Linked DNA regions of Mus musculus: region 1 is linked to region 2. The links are chromatin contacts, called in public promoter capture Hi-C maps. All regions are on one chromosome and are shown on one strand. Each heading gives the region's core, a stretch centred on a gene start, on an enhancer-like site or on the middle of the called end of the contact. The rest is flanking DNA. Distances are from core to core; before and after follow the strand shown. Region 1 overlaps Susd1 (sushi domain containing 1). Region 2 overlaps Ugcg (UDP-glucose ceramide glucosyltransferase).

Evidence for each region. Capture Hi-C pulls out chosen DNA fragments and counts their contacts.
Region 1: a contact with region 2 is called in a promoter capture Hi-C map of liver. The contact joins two enhancer-like sites. A contact is called at or near these places in 3 of 15 datasets of contacts at CTCF or cohesin (CD8 T cells, the NIH/3T3 cell line and large pre-B cells), 10 of 484 Hi-C or Micro-C datasets (the C2C12 cell line, the G1E-ER4 cell line, LSK cells and 4 more), 5 of 115 datasets of contacts at active chromatin or transcription factors (the HPC-7 cell line, Th17 cells, bone marrow-derived dendritic cells and 2 more) and 4 of 9 other capture datasets (adipose tissue, embryonic stem cells, liver and 1 more).

What each region holds. Positions count from the first base shown.
Region 1 is chr4:59,353,133-59,357,566 of GRCm38.p6, forward strand. All of the region lies in intron 10 of Susd1 (sushi domain containing 1), which reads right to left. Among named protein-coding and RNA genes, the nearest start is that of Gm35578, 74 kb to the left of the region's middle. Within about 2 kb of position 1,544, at least 4 of the 459 cell types and tissues checked have an H3K27ac peak or open chromatin away from gene starts, as enhancers often do. A contact at or near this core is called in liver, where this site is marked.
Region 2 is chr4:59,215,873-59,220,575 of GRCm38.p6, forward strand. It overlaps Ugcg (UDP-glucose ceramide glucosyltransferase), which reads left to right. Exons shown (of 9, transcript NM_011673.3): 6 at 1,164-1,342; 7 at 2,623-2,709; 8 at 3,617-3,806; 9 at 4,351-4,703. The coding sequence ends at 4,521. Among named protein-coding and RNA genes, the nearest start is that of Ugcg, 29 kb to the left of the region's middle. Within about 2 kb of position 1,374, at least 7 of the 459 cell types and tissues checked have an H3K27ac peak or open chromatin away from gene starts, as enhancers often do. A contact at or near this core is called in liver, where this site is marked.

The DNA of each region.
Region 1 (4,434 bases), core at 294-2,793, 140 kb after region 2:
ACATACATTCAGGCAAACACTCGGACATACAAAATTTTAATTTAATTTATTTATTTTGATATTTTTGAGATAGGATCTCAATTCATAGACCAGGCTAGACTTAAACTCATAGAGATCCACCTGCTTCTGCCTTCTAAGTGCTGGGATTAGAGGTGTGTGTCACCACACCCAGGTTTGTTTTTATGTAAAATTGTATGTATATATCAGAAAACAGAGGTGAGTAGTAATTCACAAAAAAAACCATCATGACCAAGAAAAAGTTATTCCCAGAATGCATGATCATTACTTGAGATGCTATTAGTAGATAAAAGAGACCACATGGTTACTTTCACATTCATAAATATACTCCTGACTTAAAATCCTGGTTTACAAGGACTCAACTTCTCAGAAGCCCTTTAGTTTAGCCATGTTTATTAGAACTTACCATGCTAAATAATAATTGGTAAAATAATTAAGCAGTTTCTTGTAAAGTTACCAACAATACAAGGATGTCTGGTCTCCAGGCTGTTATTTGTCTATTAGTCGGGGCATTCTAGACCAAAAACAATGAGGTAAAAATACTGCAATGAAAGTGGGAAAGGGTCGTAACTGCCAGGAACTCTCAGCGAATAAATCTAATACCAAGCTGCCCGAAGACAATAGAAAAACAAGACAAGATAACAGAAGCTTGGTAACCTGCATCCAGAGAGATGTCCATGAAGGCAGTCGCTTTCTTTCTGTCTACAAGGCAAAGCAAGATCAGATGGATGGACCCCCACAGATGTCAGATGTCAGATCCCAGATCCTGGGACTGATGGCTGCTGGACCAACAAGGCCTTGGTGGGATGACTGACCCAGAGAGATTAGCCTGGATTATCCGCTAGGCTCAGTGGAATAACAAGGATCTTTAGAAATCAGCTGATAGGATTAGTGTTTAAGAAAGGTGAAATTGGGAGTGAGAGGTGGGGTGGAGAAAGCTCAGCTTGCTGTGAAACCTTGGGAGCCTCTGTTCGGATCCCCAGCACCTATGAAAAAGCCAGGTGAATCCATCTGTGACCACAGCACCAGGTAGGCGTGGGCAGGAGATGGGCAGATCTCTGCCATTCATCTGTCTGTCTAGCTGAATCAGTGAGCTCCAGGTTCAGTGAGAGACTCTGTCTAAAAGACAAGGCAGAAAGGATTGAGGGACTCTGGCCTCCACGTGCATGGGTATGTACACGCACACACAAACACACATACACACCAGGCAGAAAGGAAGAAAGGGCGAGCAGAAGGGGGAAGATGAATAGGAGGAAGGAGAGGAGGAGGGGCATGGGGGCAGGCACCTGGCATCCTGGCACTGAGTGAGGTGATGGAGAGTGAGTGGCAGGCCAGAGTGGACTGTGCAGGGAGACTCTGTGCCTGGCATAATGCTGTAAGGACAGGGTAAACCAACGGAAGGTGGGACCAAAGCTAATCGGACCCCGAAGACTAAGAGTAAGGAAACCGAGCCTCCCTTCTGTCCCTTAAAGGCACATGCGCCTGTCCACACTCTGGCTGCAGCCCAGTGAAACGGATTTCAAGTGTCTGACTTCCACAGCTATGTGACAGTCAACTGTGGTGTTTTAGGCCACCAGGTTTTCAGTAACTTATCAAACCAGGAACAGGAAACTAATCCAAGTGACAAAATACAAAACCAAAAAAACCCAACGGAAGGACATAGCATTGAAACTAATGCCAAGTAAGAAAAATCTAATAGAAATATCAAAACACCAGCCGATGTGCTGGCACGGCACATGGCTTTAATCCCAGAACTTTAAGTTCAAGGCCAGCCTGCTAAACAAAGTGAATTCTAGGACAGCAAGAGGTACACACAGAAAAACACTGTCCTGAAAAACCAAAGAAAAGAACATGGTGTGGGGAGGAGAAGGAGGAAGTGGAACAGGAAGAGGAAGAGGAGGAGGAAAAGGAAGAAGAGGAGGAAGGGGAGGAGGAGGAAGAAGAGGAGGAGGAGACAACAAGGTTTTAAAAATGTTGATATGACTCAGCAGTTAAGAGCATTGACTGCTCTTCCAGAGGTCCCGAGTTCAATTCCCAGCAACCCCATGGTGGCTCACAACCATGTGTTAATGGGATCCAATGCTCTCTTCTGGTGTGTCTGAAGACAGCAACAGTGTATTCATATACATAAAATAAATAAATCTTAAAAAAATGTTGTTAAAGGATATAAAAGAAAATAATGCACAGAGAGACGTCATGAGTGGGAAGACTGAGGAAACCACAGGACAAAGTAGAACCAGATGAAACAAGTTTGGCACATTCGATACACAGGAAATAACCACTGCTAAATTTCTTTGGAAAGATTAATGAGAAAAAGCAAACTGGCAGTTGGGGGTGGGGGTGGGGTTGGGGGAGAGGGATCAATCCACAAGGAACATGAACAGATACAATAAAACTATAAGGGGCTGGAAGTAACAGCCCCAGTGTTAGGCAGCTCTGTAACTCCAACTACAGGGGACTCCAACGCCCCCTCTGGCCTCTGAGGGAACTGCACTCACATGCACACACCCACACATGTAGACCTAATTGCAAATAAAACCTAAACAAAAATATAGGAATATCTCTCAATTTTCTTTGTCATGGCCTCTGTAAGATATTGGTTTTGATATTAAGCCAAAGATATATCCTTGTACTATGATTTTCAATGGTTCATACTTTAAAAGGGACACCCCCCTTTCAAAACCTATCTTTGTGGTTTTGTGGGAGGTTTTACCCCTCTGGAGTGATATCAGACACAATCAGAATGCTGGAGTAGCTAAGCATTTTACTGTTAGCAAAAGAATCAACTAACTGACCAATGGAAAAGGAAGAATCAATAAACAGGCCTTTCTACTCAGAAGTTTTTTTGTTTTTTTTTTGTTTTTGTTTTTTTTTTTTTTTTGAGACAGGGTTTCTCTGTATAGCCCTGGCTGTCCTGGAACTCACTTTGTAGACCAGACTGGCCTTGAACTCAGAAATCCACCTGCCTCTGCTTCCCAAGTGCTGGGATTAAAGGCGTGCACCACCACTGCTGGGCTCTCAGGAGACTTTATAGATGAAAAAAATGGCACTTCAAATCAGTAGATAAGCAATATTAGATTTCTACCTTGATATAACTGGAAAAAATGTTTTCAACAGGAAAAAGATTTATTTTAAAAATATACTATAGAATATATAAAAGAATAGTTCTATAATCCTAGGTAGAAAAGAAACACTAAGAAAATGAAGAACTAATTTTAGAATTACTCTTACTTTATGTGTATGATGTTTGCCTGCATGTGTGTTTGAGTACCATGTAAGTGTTTGGTGCCCAGGGAGGTCAGAAGAGGATTTTGGATCTCCTGAGACTGGAGTTACAGATGGTTGTGAGCTGCCATATCGGTGCTGGAAACCAAACTGGGGTCCTCTTAAGCACTGAGACATCCCTCCAGCCCCTAAAATCTAAAAAAAAAAAAAAAAAAAACAAACCTTTAGAAAGTTAACTTTTCTGCATGGCAAATGACACAGTGCCGGAGTCTGAAAGACAAGACACAGGGGTGGTGCTGGGAAGAGTGAGGCCCCTGGAGCAGGAGTCTGAATTGACTCCCACGGGCTCATGCTCTGAACACTCACTCCTGACTGGTGCTGATGTAGGGGGATTGCTATGGGGCTCTTAAATCTGGCTAGCTGACTGGCTGGGCATGGTGGTACATACCTTGGATCCCAGCACTTGGGAGGGAGAGACAGGTAGATTCCTGAGTCTGAGGCCAGTCTGGTCTATATAGTGATTTCCAGGACAGACAAGGCTATACAAAGAAACCCCATCTCAAAAGTAAAACTAAACTAGACAGACAGACATAAACCTGACTGGCTGAAGTAGGCCACAGCTGTGTAAGCTACAGCCTGGCCCTACCTTCCAGCTGCTCTCTGCTCTAGTTCAGCGGCCACCACAAGCTCCCATCACAGTGAACGATGCTCTGCCATGTCCTCTCCACCATGAGGAATAGAAGCTTCTGTGTGTTACTAAGGATGGAACCCAGGGTCTTCTGTCCAGCACTAGGATGGAGCTACACCCTCAGCTCAGTATTTCTTTAAACTGCACTCCACATTTTCCAGCTTCTCCTGTGAGTCACAGTACCACACCAGGAAACTTGGTAAGGTTGAGTGGGTTCAGAGACCCCAGCACCCTCTGAGGATGAGAGGACAAATCTTTTAAGTTCAGATTCCATGTTAGAGAACCTGACTTAAGTTTGAACTCAGGTAAACTAACAGGCTGGTACCTAGCACTAGTTTCCAAGTTGCTCCCCAACAAAACCTGAGCCTAGCCCCAGTCTCTAGGTCAATCCTCAACAAGACCAATGTTTCCAGGTTACTCCCCCAAGAAACCTGCACCCAGGTTCCAAGCCCACCCCATGCCTAGCAACCACCAATGCAGAGGGGAGCAGAAGTTAAGTTTAT
Region 2 (4,703 bases), core at 124-2,623:
CTAGAAGTTAGGTTTGGTTCAATCACAGAAAGCTCCATTGCTTCAGTGAAGTCTGCATTGAGTGTAGGTAGCAGAATCATGTCTTAGCTGCCTTGTAAAATTCTATTACTCTGCTCTATGTGAATAACTGTGATGAAGGGAGCCTGCTGCTCTGTTCTTGAAGGTAACTAGAAAAGGCAGCATATCTGAGATATAAATAGTAAATAGGGCTTTAACAAGGGTCTAACAAGTAGGGTGGTAGTCAGTTCCAACGTGTCACAGAGAAGAAAAAGTCCAAAATTAGGGGCTGGAGCGATGGCTCAGCAGTTAGAATGAGTTCTGTTCTTCCAGAGAGGACCAGAATTGAGTTCTCAGCACCTAAAATGGGCAGCTTACAGTAACCTTTAACTGCATCTCCAGAGGATCCTGACCTTCCAATCTATAGGAACTCATTCAGATGTACATTACCCCCGTAGACTTACATGAATATACAGAATTTAAAACAATTTTAAGAAGAAATAAAATTTTCCTAAACATTGGTATCACCTATACATGCTCTGTGTATATGCATAGATACTTGTACAGACACACACACACACACACACATGCCACCAAATGTTGTAAAATCAGGAGACACTAAATTTCATTAATATTTTATATACCAGTTAATACTCTTTTATATATAAATTCCATTTTATTTGGAGTTATCTTTTTTTGGTTGTTTTTGTTGTTTTTTCTTCTTCTTCTTCTTCTTCTTCAAGACAGGGTTTCTCTGTGTAGCCCTGGCTGTCCTGGAACTCACTCTGTAAACCAGGCTGGCCTCGAACTCAGAAATCCGCCTGCCTCTGCCTTGAAAGTGCTGGGATTAAAGGCGTGCGCCACCACGCCCGGCTGGAGTTATCTTTTAATGTATTGATTTTAGAAAAGATAGTGGTTGCTTTCTGGCCAGGGAATATGCTTTTCACTCTAAAGGTAACTTTCTTGGTACTGCTGATAGCTGGGTAGTCAGCCAGACAAATCACTGCCCGAACTACAGTAGCGCAGGGGTGTGCTCCTCCTTCAGCACGTCAGGGCGCTCACTCAATCACTTGCATTTAACAGAAAGCTTTAGGGAAAGTTGGCAGGCCTCATAGTTTTAACACCAAAACCTAATTGACTATGTCCATCTGTGTTTTCTCGGGCAGGTATATTTTGGAACTTCACACCCAAGATCCTATATCTCTGCCAATGTAACTGGCTTCAAATGTGTGACGGGGATGTCTTGTTTGATGAGGAAGGATGTGCTAGATCAGGCAGGAGGGCTCATAGCCTTTGCTCAGTACATTGCTGAAGATTACTTTATGGCCAAAGCAATAGCCGACCGGTAAGTGAACTAAAGTATTTTCAGTATCCAGCAAATTCAATTGGCTTACTCTTTCCGTTCCAACCATGGGTTTGGGCTGTTTTATTTGATTCTGCTAGTGAGTACAAAGGTTAGTAATTTTGGCAGAGCATTCGCATTCAATATCTGTTGGTGCTAATAAAGCAAATACCGTCCTCCGTTTCCTTCAGATGCTGTAGTTTGAAGTGGTTGACAGGAAGCTTTTGAGAGAATGAAGGTAGAAAGTTAGAAAAATTAAAGCTCTTGGTGTAATCATAAGTCAATAGTTGCATTTTTTTAAAAGCATCATTTGAAAGAAACTGTCTACTTTTTTTTTTTTTTTAGTTTATAGGTATGAGTGTTTTACCTGCATATGTGTGTGTGTCTCTGGCACCCTTGGAGGTGAGAAGAGGGCATTTGATCTCCTGGAACTGGAGTTCCTGATAGCTATGAGCTACCATGTGGGTGTTGGTAACTGAACCTGGGCCCTCTGTAGGAGTGACAACTGTTCTTAAACTCCTGAGCCATCTCTCCAGTCCAAAACTTGGAAATTTCTTAGCGCATTATTTCATACTTTGCTAACGAGCCACCTCATCATTTAGCATTCCTCTGACACAGAAAATGCGTTTGGGTTTAAAGGAGATCACCACCCTGTGTGATTTCTTATTTAAAGATTTTTTTTTTAATTTTGGTTTTGGTTTTGGTTTTTCAAGACAGGGTTTCTCTGTGTAGCCCTGGCTGTCCTAGAACTCACTCTGTAGACCAGGCTGGCCTTGAACTCAGAAATCCGTCTGCCTCTGCCTCCCAAGTGCTGGGATTAAAGGTGTGTGCCACCATGCCCGGCACAAAGAATTTTTTGATAAGAGCATATTTGAAGTTCTTCCATATGGTGCTTAGGAAGTTCACAGTTACCTAATGTCTTCTATGAGACCCGGTCCACTTGGTCACTTTTCTTGTTTAACACACACGCAGGAATCGGTCAGAGGCAAATTGTTGAGTAGAGAACTCTCTCACTGAGTATGTTGAAAATGGCTGCACTGACGTTTCTTACACTATAAACCTAGGGGATGTGGCTCCTGCGGCTGGAATGTGATACCACCGAGGGCTGATGCAATGGCTGAAGAGCATTCAGAGCATCAGTTCACTCATCTTTGAGGACTGGGCTCGCCCTGAATACCAGCTGCAGCTTACATTTACAGTGATTAATGAGTGCAGAACCAGTCAGGCTTGAATGTGTCTGTCAACACAAACATAGATCATATTATAATTATCTTCATTTTCAGAGGTTGGAGGTTTTCAATGTCTACTCAAGTTGCCATGCAAAACTCTGGTTCGTACTCAATTTCTCAGTTTCAATCCAGAATGATCAGGTAAATCAATAAACTATCATTTTATAAAAGGAATGTGTGATGTGTGCATGTGCTTCATGATTTTATATGTGTGTGTGTGTATTTAAAATGCACATGATGCCAGGTGTCATGGCGCATGCATTTAACCCCAGTACTTGGGATAAAGAAGCCATCGAATCTCTTAGTTCAAGGTCAGCCTGGTTTACATAGTGTGCTCTAGAATAGAGTAGCCAGAGCTACGTAAATAGTCTTTGAGGGAAAAAAAAAGATTAATTTGCTTCCAGAAAAGTTTGTTCTGTTTTAAGAGAAATTGAACGCCTAAATGAATTTTCTTTAATAATTCTGAAATTAAAAAAAAAAAAAAGATAATTGAAACTAAAGCACTTTAGAAATAGAAACTAAACTGGTCAAAGTATAGACCATGTAAATGAATATACAGATATTTTTATTTACTAAATAAAAATAGAAAAGAGATTCATAAAAGCCAAACTGAGAAAGGAAGGCTGGGATGTATCTAAGTTGATAGACTGCTTTCCTGGCATGCAGACAGCCCTGGATGTCACCACCCACCCACCCACCCCTGCACAGCTTACACTGGGTGTGGTGGCATCACCCTATAGTCCCAACATTTGGGAGAAAGAGGCAAAGGATCAGGACCTGAACGTCATCTTTCACTGCCTAAGAAGTTTGAAGCCAGCCTGGGCTACAGGAGAGACCCTTTCTTAACAATACATAAGTAAATAAAATTAAAACTGTTTCAAAGAGGATAGTCTTTCCATGTCAAGGTTGACCATGTGTGTGAGAGTGGCCGGTGGGGTTCAGGATGGTGCCCGTGCAGGTGTTTGGTGGTGAGGGTTGCTCAGTTAGTTTTGTAAGCAGGCTGTTGTCTTAAAATCCTTTTTGTTTGTTTGTTTCTTTCTTTCTTTAGGTGGACCAAATTGAGAATTAACATGCTTCCTGCTACAATAATTTGTGAGCCAATTTCAGAATGCTTTGTTGCCAGTTTAATTATTGGGTGGGCAGCCCACCATGTATTCAGATGGGATATCATGGTCTTCTTCATGTGCCACTGCCTGGCATGGTTTATATTTGACTACATTCAACTCAGGGGTGTCCAGGTATGTGGGTGCACAGGAAAGGGTTCTCAGTGATCTGGGGAAGGAGCAGCGCTATTTCAGTTTAGAAAAGGCTCAAGAGAGACCGAGCAGTCTTTAGTTTCTGTAGACAGAAAGCTAAGGAACTTAGTTTGGGACTTAGAGTTAGTTCAGAAAAATGACGTGAAGGAAATCTTCAAGCTGAGCCTGCAGTTGTTTTTCACACTGCTTTTACTAATGATGATCACTGTTTTTAGACAGACAGGATTGCAAGGCAGTTAAGTCACCTCTGACACCTTTGACATCAGTGGTGCCAACAGTGGGGTCCCAGGAGTGCGTAGACTCCCTCCCCCAACTGTGTGTGTGTGTGTGTGTGTGTGTGTGTGTGTGTGTGTGTGTGTGTGAGGTCTCTTTGCTTGGATGTGCACGCTTGTTCTCCCTTCTACCAGGCGGGGCTTGAACTTGGTCGTCAGGCTTCCTTGTGGAGGCATCTCAGCAGCCTGAGAATTTCATCCTTTGTACCTTTAATCTGACAGGCAGTCAGTTGATTTTTATTTTTCATTCTCAGGGTGGCACACTGTGTTTTTCAAAACTTGATTATGCTGTGGCCTGGTTCATCCGTGAATCCATGACAATCTACATTTTCCTGTCGGCATTATGGGACCCGACTATAAGCTGGAGAACTGGTCGCTACAGGTTACGCTGTGGGGGGACAGCAGAGGAGATCCTGGATGTGTAAGAAGACCTCTGTGACTGATGGCGCACAGTGTGGAATGGAAGTGTTATAAATTATGTTTATAGAGACACTTTCCAGGGTCTCCCTTCAGTAGTTTATCACATGTATGTTTTGGTATCTGCTCTTTAATTTATTTGCATGGCACTTGCATCTGTGAAAAGCAAAAAAACAAAAACAAAACATGT